2 separate regions of the Hordeum vulgare genome follow, and region 1 is linked to region 2. Evidence: chromatin contacts called from public Hi-C data. All regions are on one chromosome and are shown on one strand. The core of a region is the stretch at or near the end of the contact, and the rest is flanking DNA. Distances in the headings are between cores, read along the strand shown. Region 1 holds the start of LOC123448614 (chromatin-remodeling ATPase INO80). Region 2 has its middle 8.5 kb from the start of LOC123448613.

Evidence for each region. A called contact is a pair of places that touch in the nucleus more often than the background predicts.
Region 1: a Hi-C map of leaf shows a contact between it and region 2, with 4 times the contacts expected there. The contact joins the promoter of LOC123448614 here to the enhancer-like site in region 2. A contact is called at or near these places in 2 of 6 Hi-C or Micro-C datasets (leaf and seedling) and 1 of 1 datasets of contacts at active chromatin or transcription factors (embryo).

The regions. Positions count from the first base shown.
Region 1 is chr4H:356,528,902-356,535,166 of MorexV3_pseudomolecules_assembly, forward strand. LOC123448614 (chromatin-remodeling ATPase INO80) reads left to right here and starts at 2,850. Exons shown (of 22, transcript XM_045125567.1): 1 at 2,850-3,093; 2 at 4,024-4,108; 3 at 4,336-5,126; 4 at 5,209-5,406; 5 at 5,528-5,638; 6 at 5,958-6,265. The coding sequence starts at 3,016.
Region 2 is chr4H:356,333,022-356,339,114 of MorexV3_pseudomolecules_assembly, forward strand. No RefSeq gene overlaps it. Among protein-coding and RNA genes, the nearest start is that of LOC123448613, 8.5 kb to the right of the region's middle. Within about 2 kb of position 3,445, at least 2 of the 3 cell types and tissues checked have open chromatin away from gene starts, as enhancers often do. A contact at or near this core is called in leaf and seedling, where this site is marked.

The sequences.
Region 1 (6,265 bases), core at 1,600-4,099, 200 kb after region 2:
CAATGTAAATCGCATGGCGATGTGAGGACTAGATTATTGACTCTAGTGCAAGTGGGAGACTGTTGGAAATATGCCCTAGAGGCAATGATAAATAGTTATTATTATATTTCCTGTTTAAAGATAATCGTTTATTATCCATGCTATAATTGTATTGAACGAAAACATAAATACATGTGTGGATAAATAGATAAAACAATGTCCCTAGCAAGCCTCTAGTTGGCTAGCCTGTTGATGAAGGATAGTCAAGGTTTTCTGACTATGTGCAAAGTGTTGTTGCTCGATAACTGGATCACATCATTAGGAAAATCAAGTGATGGACTAGACCCAAACTATGAATGTGGTATATTGATTGTGTCGTTTTATTGCTATTGTTTTCTGCGTGTCAAGTATTTGTTCCTATGACCATGAGATCATATAACTCACTGACACCGAAGGAATACCTTGTGTGCATCAAACGTCACGACGTAACTGGGTGACTATAAAGGTGCTCTACAGGTATCTCCGAAGGTGTCCGTTGAGTTAGTATGGATCAAGACTAGGATTTGTCACTCCGTGTGACGGAGAGGTATCTCGGGGCCCACTCGGTAATACAACATCACACACAAGCCTTGCAAGCAATATGACTAAGTATAAGTCACGAGATCTTGTATTACGGAATGAGTAAAGAGACTTGCCGGTAACGAGATTGAAATAGGTATGCGGATACCGACGATCGAATCTCGGGCAAGTAACATACAGATGGACAAAGGGAATGACATACGGGATTATATGAGTCCTTGACACTGAGGTTCAACCGATAAGATCTTCGGAGAATATGTAGGATCCAATATGGGCATCCAGGTCCCGTTATTGGATATTGACCGAGGAGTACCTCGGGGCATGTCTACATAGTTCTCGAACCCGCAGGGTCTGCACACTTAAGGTTCGGCGATATTTTAGTATAGTTGGGTTATATGTGTGGTTACCGAATGTTTTTTGGAGTCCCAGATGAGATCACAGACGTCACGAGGGTTTCCGGAATGGTCCGAAGACGAAGATTGATATATAGGATGACTTCATTTGGTTGTCGGAAGGTTTTCGGGCATTACCGGGATTGTACCAAGAATGATAAATGGGTTTCAGATGTTCACCGGGAGGGGGGCAACCCAACCGGGGGAAGCCCAAAGGCCCTAGGGGTGGCGCACCAACCCTTAGCGGACTGGTGGGACAACCCAAAGGGACCTATGCGCCAAGAAAGAAAAACCAAAGAAAAAAAGGAAATGTGGGAAGGAAGAGAAGGACTCCACTTTACAATCCTAGTTGGACAAGGATTGGAGTAGGATTCCTCCTCCTCCCTAGCGGGCGCACCCTTGAGGGCCTGGCCCTCAAGGAAAGCCTCCTCCCCCTCCCTCCTATACATAGTGGTGATTTAGGGCTGATTTGAGACAACTTTTGCCACGTGCATGTCAGATCTAGACACCATAGTTTTACCTCTAGCTCGTATTTCTGCGGAACTCGGACGGAGCCCTGCATGAGTAGATCCTTCACCACCACCGGAGCGCCGTCACGCTGCCGGAGAACTCATCTATTTCTCCGTCTTGCTTGCTGGATCAAGAAGGCTGAGATCATCGTCGAGCTGTACGTGTGCTGAACGCGGGGGTGCCGTCCGTTCGGCACTAGATCGGAGCGGATTGTGGGATGGATCGCGGGACGGTTCATGGGACGGTTCGCGGGACGGATCGAGGGACGTGAGGACGTTTCACTACATCAACCGCGTTTCTTAACGCTTCCTGCTATGCGATCTACAAGTGTACGTAGATGCAAATCTCCTCTCGTAGATGGACATCACCATGATAGGTCTTCGTGTGCGTAGGAATTTTTTTTGTTTCCCATGCAACGTTCCCCAACAACGCCCTACATGGAGCACTGACGGCATCGACGGGAGTCGAAGGAGGGCACATAGGCCCGACGGATCGAGCTGATGGAGCGCGAGGCCGAAGCTGAGGAGGAGGAGCGACGTGCTGCCCAGTGCGCGCCGGTGCAACCACCGGCGGACGCCGCCGCCGCCGCCTGGGAGACGACCTTCCCCTGGCTGGTTCGGCGCCGAGGCTCGTCGACCTCATCGGCCCCGACGACGACGACGAGGAGGACGCTTAGGACAGCGTGCCTCTTCGTTTTTTAGTTTATTAGATTTTACATTTAATGTAATATGGACCATCGTCGGCCTTCCAAAGGCCGACATTAAATGTTTAACTAATGTTTTTTATATTTTAAAATGTTTTTTTCTGCATCGTTTATGGGTCGTGGCCTTGTTGGACACAAACGTCGATCTAATTATAACAGCTGGATGTCAGCCGGGCCAACCCCAACGGACTAAATATCGGCTTATGACTTATAAGTTAGGGTGACTTATAAGTTGAGTCTGTTTGATAAAATAAGTCATTTTTTGCACTTTTCAACTTATAAATTAGTGACTTAGCGCCTGTTCGACGGCCCTCCACGGAGTGGAGCGGACGGAGCGTCCTTTTACCAGTTCTGCAAATTTTAACTGACTGCCACTCCCCTCCGGCACGGAGTCGTGGAGCGGAGGGACTCGGAACGCATCCTTATTTGAAACCAAACATACCCTAAAGAATCACATTTGCACGGTTTGAATACTTGGCTCGCTAGTTTTTTACATGACGGACGCAACGGGTCATCTAGTACTACCCCTTAGCACTCCCGTCCCGTTTCGCTTTCCCTGCTACCCTCCCTTCTCCTCGCACACCCTTTGTTTCTCTCTCTTCTCCTTCGGCCAAGCCATGCCTCCTACTACTAACTTCCCCCACCACATCCGCCCCCCCCTCCACCGCGTCCCCTCTGCCTCCCCCCTCCTCCCGTCCACAAACCCTAACCCTAATCTCGCCGACTCCCCCGCCGTTGCGGCCCGCCCCCACCGCCATCCTCGCCGCTCCCCGCGCTCGCCTTGGTTCCCACTCCACCCCCGGAGCGTCCCTCCACACGCGCGCGCGCGGGGGCGCCAGCTAGGGTTTCGCTATGGACCCGCGCCGCCCTTCCCCGCGCGGCGTCGCCAACGGCAGCGGCTTCTCCTACTCCAATCTCTTCAACCTCGAGGTAGTTGCTCGTTTCTTGTCTCTCTTTTTTCGCCTGACTGGAGGCCTCTCTGCGTGGCAAGCCTTGCCTTGTGCTAGGGGCGCGGCGTGATCACTGATCGGGGGCTGGGGATGGTCTGTGGAGCTCTTTGTCACTGAACTCGGGGATTTCTCTCGCTGCCGGTTTCGGCTCAAGGTTTAGATGCTCGCTAGTTTGAAACTAATGCAGGTTATTTGTTGATGGTGTTGCAATCGTGCTTATTACCTGATGCCTTGTGCTACCGTTCCCTGGTTACTGGTGCTATCCTTGTCCGGTTTACCACTTGTCTTGTCATCTTTTATCATCTCTGCTGCTTATGCCTTTGCCTAGATTGTCTAGCATTTATATATTAGGAGGATATCGTTTTGATGCAATTGCATACGTCAGCTATGTTTCAGTTACGATTGAAGTTTTTTAGTTGCTGGGATCTCCACATGACTCTTGGCTTTAGTTTCTTGCTGAACTATCCTTAGCTTGTGCTGCAGAATTCTGCTATTAGGCTCAAAGTTTATGCTCCCTATAAAAAAAGGGTTCAAAGTTTCTGCAGTTTGTTAATGTTAGATTTTGGGGCTTGCAATGGAATTTCATTCGGTCAAATTAGAATTTGTTACTTTATTTGCGTATTGGGGCTTACACATTTATCATTTTGGTGATTCTGTAGTGGTATTTTTGCTGTCTGCTTTTTTATCTGTGTGGGTGTAGGTTAACTGAAATATGTATTGCCTTGGGTAGCGATCTAGTGTGGAAAATACAAATAGTGGACATCATCTGTCTTTAGAAAAAGGGGGGAATCTGCCTTTTGTTTTTGACTTGGTGAAGCAGACAACTTGTTTCTGCTCTTACATTGCTGTTGTTTTGTTGAGTTCTGTTGATCTATCATTCTTATGTTAGTTTTTTTACTGGACATTGTAGCCATTGCTAAACTTTAAGGTCCCTTTACCGGAAGATCTTGATCGCTATGGGAATAGTAGCCCAAATGGGAGCGTGAGTAGCCAAGGTAAGCTCAACTCTTTCTTCCTTTCTTCATTCTCTTTACTAGTATATTTTATTGCTCAAAGCTCTCTCTCTGTCTCTCTCTCCCTCCCTCTCTCTCTCTCTCTCTCTGGCAATTGTCTAAAATCCATCTTGTTGTATTAGCTCTTTACGAAGGACTTTTTCATTGGCTTTTCTGTTGCATATATGCTTCTGTGTGAATCTTGTTGCTTACCCAACTTTTCCTTTAAGGTCAAGAGTCCTTGTCGGATCAGTACAATGGTGTGAGTGATGCTTCTCATGGGCTGCATCGAAAGCGAAAAAGGCATCTTGGTGTTGCGAGCGATGATGAGGAAGCAGATGCCCACAGTAACCAAATAACTGAGGAGTACTACCGTACAATGCTGAGTGAACATGTTCAAAAGTACAGAAGGTCAAAGGTTAATGAGGGTGTTTTTGGTTCTGATCCTCCTCGGGCAGACACCCCCCAAATGATAAAACATAAAAATAGCAATACAAGAGTTATGAAATGCAGAAGCGATTTCAAGGATGTTGCAGCATTAGGTGTGGTAGAAACCTCACCTGAGTACAATGGGATGGGATCTATTAGCGCATATGGTGGTTTCAATAAGATTGTAGCTTCACTTGATTCTTCCTCTTTGGATATGGGGGATAATGTGAGCTACTTAATTCCAGAGGGTTATGATAAGTTGGCATCTTCCCTCAATCTGCCTGTTTTTTCTGATATACGTGTCGAGGAGCATTTCTTGAATGACATGCTAGATCTGCGCACCCTGTCAGCAATGCTTGGCACTGACCGGAAGTTTGAGGCTACTAATCGTGGTGGATTAGCCGAACCTCAGCCTCAACATGAATCACTCCAGGAAAGGGTGAAGATGCAGAAATTTGCACTTCAAGTAACTGAGGACCCCTTTGCAATTCCAGAAGGATCAGCTGGGAGGATACGGAGATCTATTATTTCAGAATCTGGCAGTTTGCAGGTTCATTATGTTAAAGTCTTGGAAAAAGGAGATACATATGAGGTTGGTTTCTTTTGTTGAAATATTTGGTTTCATACTGTTGTATTAGTGTGTACTTATCAATTAGGTGATCTCATATATGCAGATTATTGAGCGGAGCTTGCCAAAGAAGCAAATAGTGACAAAGGAACATTCTGAAACCATGAAAGAAGATTTGGCAAGTTTTTTGAAACGCTGGCATATTATTGCTAGAAACATTCCAAAGCATCAAAGAAATTTCACTACTTTGCTGAAGAAACGGCAAATGGATGCTAAACGCTTTTCTGAGAATTGTCAACGGGAGGTATTGCATTTGTCTATTGTGTCACCTTAAAGTATTACACCATTTAAATGTGCTCTAGTTTACATTCTTGCTGACCCATTTGTGTTCTGAAGCCTTTACTCATTTCTTGTTTGACATCCAGGTGAAGCTCAAAGTCAGCAGGTCACTGAAACTGATGAGAAGTGCTCCAGTACGTACAAGGAAGCTTGCTAGGGATATGTTGATATTTTGGAAACGGGTAGATAAGGAACAGGTATTTGTCTCACGAGCTTACAATTGTTTAACTTTGTTGCAATTATGAAAGTATGCAGTCTGCCTTTTATTAGGAATGCTTATCTATTTCCCATTATTGAACTATATGAGTTGATTATACTATATCCATTTCATACATCCCCTGAGCCATTTCGCTCTTTATATGAGTACCGATATCCCAAATCTGTTAGTGTTTTGTGCATTGTCTTGTATTGCCTTCAGTTCAGGAAAAAGACACATGGTGTTTACTGCTCTTGTGCGTTGTAGAGTAGAACAGGACATAAATATTACATCACTCATTCTATGTGCCTGTTTCACAGTATGAGTTGAGGAAAAAGGAGGAAAGAGATGCAGCTGAAGCTTTGAAGCGAGAAGAGGAACTACGCGAAGCAAAAAGACAGCAGCAGAGGCTCAACTTTCTGCTATCCCAAACTGAACTCTATAGTCACTTTATGCAGAATAAGGCTGGCGAATCAGCACTGCCTGACGAGGGATCTGCTCTTGAGGTTGATAATGAGGAAGATCCCGAGGAAGCTGAACTAAAGAGAGAGGCTTTTAGAGCTGCTCAGCATGCTGTGTCCCAACAAAAAAGGATGACAAATGCATTTGATAGTGAAATTGTGAGGCT
Region 2 (6,093 bases), core at 2,195-4,694:
GTGTTGATGCCATTTCTCCTCGTGAGGCTTGGCCCCTCACGAGGGCCTTGTCGAGCCTTCTGGTGCTTGGTTGATGAAGTGGGCCAGCCCTGGGCCGCAGGCAGGCGGATCTAGGTACCCCCGTTCCCAGAACGTCGACAGATGCGGACGCGACCCACGCCTTCTCATGTCTGCTCCCGTTCACACGTGCGCCCGGTCAAAGCCAACATCGTCTTTATTAACAATGATCGCCCATGCGTTAGCGACCCACAAGCACCCTTTTAATCCGAGTGTGCGGGGGGTGTGGGGGTGTAACGCCCAGGATGCGATCATATCCTTATTTTGGCACCAGGACCTCGACAGGGATAGAGCGCATCTCGTCGTTCCGCAAGAATGGATTTCGTTACAAGTACATGTAAAGAAGAGATGAGTATATGAAATTGGCTTACACTCGCCACAAGCTACAACATGAACATCAGACTAGAGCAATACATTCATTCACCATGTAGAAGAGTAGGGTCAGACTACGGACGAAATCAAACAACAAAACGATGTTCATCCTTGCTATCCTAGGTTGCCGGTCTGGAACCCATCCTATGCTCGATGATGATGAAGAAGAAGAAACTCCAAATAGAACAATCATCGCGCTCACGTCAAAGTATCACTTTACATGTACCTCCAACTATTGTTGTAGTAATCTGTGAGCCACATGGACTTAGAAATCTCATTTCCATAGGTATCATGATATGCTTAAGTGGTGAGGCTGCAACTAGAACTAAGCATTTATTTGAGTGGCTAACTTACGAGTACAAGAACAAGAGGGGTGATTTACGCATAAACATACGTGAACTAATAATGATCAAAAAGTGATCCTGAACACCTACTTACGCTTCAAGCACAACCCCATCGAGTCCTCTCTCGAATTCAGAACTCACGAGTAGGCTGGACGAAAAGCTTGTTACTCATGAGTTTAAGGAGCGCCGGAAACTCGACTTGTTAAGGCTCATGCTCGTTAGTTAATGAGCCAAGTTGAACATCAATCTTAGATCGTTAATATAAATGAGCTTAATGAGCTAGATCACGAGTATCACAAGTAGCTCATTTGGCTCGTTAAGTTTCAGATGCACATACATGCCACATCCCAGCCCACAACCACACAAACCACAACCCACCTCGCCCTCGTGGGAATCTGATCAGTATCCTTAATAGCCCTACCCCACACTACTTAGGGCATGTACAATGCATAGACTCACGGTGATGCCCCGTATGTCATGTAGGATCGGGTGTCATAAAAAGTAGGTTCAAATAAGGAAGCGGGATCCTATGCAGGAGGCAGGTGTTTGAAAAGAAAAGGTGAGGTCCGGTGTAAAAAGATGAAAAGTTAGAACGGAAAGTAGAGATGCATGAGTCTTAGAGTCTTTATTTTTTATTCTTTGATGAGGCACCCTGATGGTAGCTTGCATTGCAGAGAAAAAGTCAATATAAATGCCTCAAGCTACTTTTTATCATGGGACATCTATATCCATATGCCACCATTGTACATGCCCTTAGGAAGATCCCAGACCAGAGAAGGAGACGAGAAGACTTCTTAGAGAATAGAGATGGAGAAAGCTAGGTCTAGGTCTTTGACCACGCGAGTAGGGCGGCAGCTAGATCGACCGGTCTCTATTTTGGCGGCTGGTGTCACTTGACTTCGAATTTGGCCCGCCTCCGTCCCTCCGCGGCTTCTCCATCTCCATCTGCCTCCCATGGAACGTTGGGAGCGACCATAGCCTATAGGAGAGACTACAAGCATGGAGTCTAAGGCCCGAAAGCTGGTGAGGAAGACGAGGTCGTCCTCCAATTCAGCATCACGAGAGTCTCCTTCTGCGGCAGCAAAGCCACCTCCTCCTCATCAGCAAGCGCACGTACGAAGGCATCGAAGAGCAGAGAAGGTGACGTCACCGACATGCTCCGATGCTGACGTCATCGGTGTTGGATCGGGAGCAGTAAGATTGTTTGTCTCACACTCTCATGCTATTATCTTCCCTTGTATGGAAACCTTCCTATGTTGACATGTTGGATTTGAATAAAGAGTTTAAGTTTGTGTCTTCATTTTATGTGACATCATGGCATCATGCATATCATCTCTTCTTTTGTTCTTCTCTTTTGTTGTTGTCTTACATCTTGGTATGTGTGTGAGTGAAATGTGTGGATGTGATTGGGTATCTGCAATGTGAGTGGGTGCAACAAGAGTCCCTTCAAAAAACCCTTGTTGCACCATACCTTTTAATCCCTCCTTTCCAATGATAATTGATGTAGATTTAAAAGTTTCTATTTTGCCTCAATAAAAATGTTCCTCCTCTTCAAAAGTTCTTCATATTAATTGTGGGGTGCAACACCCTTTTCTTTGAATTTATTATCCTTTGGTTTTATTTAAAACAGAGCCCCGTGTTATATAAAATGATTTTATTTTTGTTCTTCTAAAATGCCCTACTTATTTTTATAAATAGTGGTAACATTTCAGAAGAACAAAGGTATTTTTATTTTGTTAAAACTCTTTTTCTTCTAGATCGCACATTTATTTGAACCTGTTCTATTTGATTTTGGAAAAAGCTTTTCAACCGGAGAGAGAGAGAGAGGCCCAAGTGTGTTAGTTACAGCCCAGAGCCCACCAACGCGACTCTTCTCCCACCTCTCGGCGTCAGCGTCGTACGAACCATGGAGAGCCACCGATCGATCTTTTCCCCATGATCGACGGCTCTCTACCTCGGCGTGCGAGCTATAAAGATCCTCCTCCCCCTCTCCATGCCCTAGCGCCCCATTTTCCCTCCTCCTTCCCCCCTCGCTCCATCAAGGCCACCTGCACATCGACCCCGACGCCATGGTTGCTTCCTACTCGAGCTCGACACCGACATAGGTAGCGGCGACCCCTTTGTCCCCCGTATGAACCACAAGAACGAGGTGCATGGTGGCGTTCCATTTTCGCGAAGATCCGGCGTCGAGAGCTTCTTCCATGACGTCCCCGACGACGGCTTCTTCCACTCCCTCGAGTGAGCTTCTTCCACTCCGGCTCGTCGACCTCCCTCCTCTCCTGCACCGGATCTTCTTCTCTACCCCTAGGTGAGACGCAGCCCCTCTCTCCTCCGCCCCCTCTCTGTTAGCCATGTCATAGCTAGATGAGCTCGATGCCTGCCGGAGTTGCACCGGCAGGTTGAAGTAGCCACAGCATGCTGCTGCTTGCGCGTGCATATGTGTGTGCAGGGCCTGTGAACCTCTCCCCTCTGTAGCTCATAGATTAGATCATGCGTAGGAACCCCACGAGTAGCATGTGCATGCGCTAGTTGTTGCTCCGGCGAGCAGCAGCATCGGTGGCGCCTCTCTATTAAACAAAGAAGGTGCCCCTTTGCTTATCATCTCGGGGGAGATCCCTCTCTGTGCACACTCCCCTCGCTAACCCGACCGGCTCAGACTTTGCGCGATGACCAAGAGATCGTGGTTTCGATCCCAGCGCCCCCTTTTATTATATCTGGGTTTTTTTCTTCCTCGTTGTAGAAGCTGCAGTGATAATACCTTGTGTGTTTCCTCTGATGGGGCAGTAAAAGCAGCATACCGCAGTGGCATTAGAGCCACCCGCAGCGCAAGAGATCCAAGGTTCGACCCCTGGTGCAGCCCTTTTAAATTTTGGGAATTTTTTCCCTCTTTAGCTTGTGGTGTTTTTATGATTCTGGGTAGAATTCCTTTTCAGTTTTGTGGTGTTTTTATGCATGCAAGTATATCAGTATGATATACGGATTTGGGGTAGAAGAACCCAAGGAATCCAATGGTGTCACTGGATTTCATTTTTGAGCAACTCTCCAAAAGTGCCATTTGTGATGAGGTGGCACATTGTCATTTGAGTAGGATTATTTTAGTGTGTGCTTTGAAGTGTGTGCCATTCATGCATCATATTGTCTGTTGCATTATCATTTGTTGGTGTTTATTTGCTTTTTATTTCTTTGGGTAGCATCGGGTGCGGGAAACGAGTTCGAGGAGTCTGGTGAGTTCATTAAGGAAGATCAGGAGCAGTCCCACTCTGAAGATTTCACACGCAAGATGATCGTGACCTTGACACCGTTTCTAGCTTTGTTATACATAGTTGATTCATTTCTATCATTGTTTTCCGCTGCCTACCACCTGATATATAGGCCATCAAACATTGTCATGAAACCTCCAACACTTCCCCTCCTAGAAAATATTGTTTGGCTAAGTTAGGCTTGCTCAGCCATTTCATTAGCATTGCTAGTTGTAGGAGCAAGATGGCCCATGTGATAACATGGCCAATTTGTTTATCATCTTACTTTAAATGTTATTTAATTAATGCACCTATATACTTGGTTAAGGGCAGAAGGCCTGGCCTTTTGTCGGGTGATTTGTTCCACTTTTGCCGTCTTAGTTTCGGCTACCGGTATTTTATTCCATAATTGAGTGCTCCTAACGCGTTCGGGGTTGTTATGGGGACCCCCTTGGTAAATCATTTAGTGTCAAGGCTTGTCTGGCAAGACCCAACTTTGGTGTTAATTTGGTAATAACTTAATAATAAAGCATAGCGAATAGCTACCCCAAGGAGACTTAAACCACAACCCGGGATGGTGCTCCTCATGAGTGTTGGTCCAAAACGGGCAGACTACGGGGCCACAGCGAGGAAACTAGAGGACTGGTTTTCCCCGCAGGCTTTTCCATCCGTCGTGCCGTGGGAACGAGATACACGGCTCCTATCGGGTTCGTCGACACGTTGGGACGTCTTGCTGGACTTGTCTTACCTTAACCATATATCTTGTGCATTGGGATTCCGGTGAGACTTTGGGTCTTCTCAGAGTTGAGGTTTTCCACTAAGGAATCTGACGAGGTCGCGAGTATCGTGATCGTGGATTTCTATGCGGACTGTGGTAATTTGTGATGGATTGATTGGAGCACCCCTGCTGGGTTAAATCTTTTGGAAAGCCATGCCCGCAATTATGTAGTAATCATGGATATTTTGTTAACATCCGATGCTAGATAACTTAAATTAACTTAACAAAAACCTGTCAACTGTGTGCGTAACCGTGACTGTCTCCTTCAGAGTTCCTTCTCTAATCGAGAACATGGTGGGGTCATGACTGACATAGGTAGGTGTTCAGGATCACTTAGTGATTATTCTTAGCTAACGAACATCTTGCATAGACCAACATATATGTACTTCTTGTTCGACGTAAGTTAGCCACCATAAATGCTTAGGTTGCTGCAAAACTCAAACACATACCCCATCCTCACCTAATGACTTGGTTAGATTCGATACTAAGGTCATGAGATTGTTGAGTCCCTGTGGCTCACAGATTACTACAACCACCCACAGGTACAGGTACCCCAGACACAGATGCTTCCGAGGATAACCAACTCAAGTGGGAGTTTGACGAGGACAGTGTCAGGTTGTACGTGACGTATCCCAAGGACTAGAGCCACTTGGTCATGACCGTGGGCCTAGCAACGCAGAATAGCATTAGCTTTTGTTGTTTATCTTGTCCGTAGTCGGACTCTGTTTTCCATTTGAATAATGTATGAGTGTGTGGATGTGTAATTTAGCTTGTCGCGAGTGTAAGCCAAATCTTATTACTCTTCCATCTATTATGTATTGCAATGTTTATCCTGCTTGCGAAATGCTTAGATGTGCTTCTTTCCCCTTTTGAGGTCTCACCCCAAAATGAGGATAGTTTCGCATCTTAGTCGTTACACCTTCTCTCGGTTCAAGCGACAATTGAAATTACACAGAATTATAGGTCAATGGCAAAGAGAGGGCAAATACACGAGGGAAAAGGAAAAAGGCGGGAGTGGATGGTACTAAGGTGAAGGTGTAGAGAATGAGATTTAAGCATTCAGAATGTTGGTAGAATTTCAAGGAGGTGAAGGATGTAAGTAAGAGGAGGCCAGGTGCGGTTGCTACAAAGGCAAAGTGCTTGCATTGTGTAAAATTGTTTGCTTATACTCCTCGGGGTCAAACTACCAGTGTCAATAGGCATAAATATGTTTGTTCAGTCTATCTAAACAAGAAGGGAAGACAACAACGTCAAGGTACAATCAATTTTGATCCTGAAGAGCCAGGTGCATCTCTTATAGTTA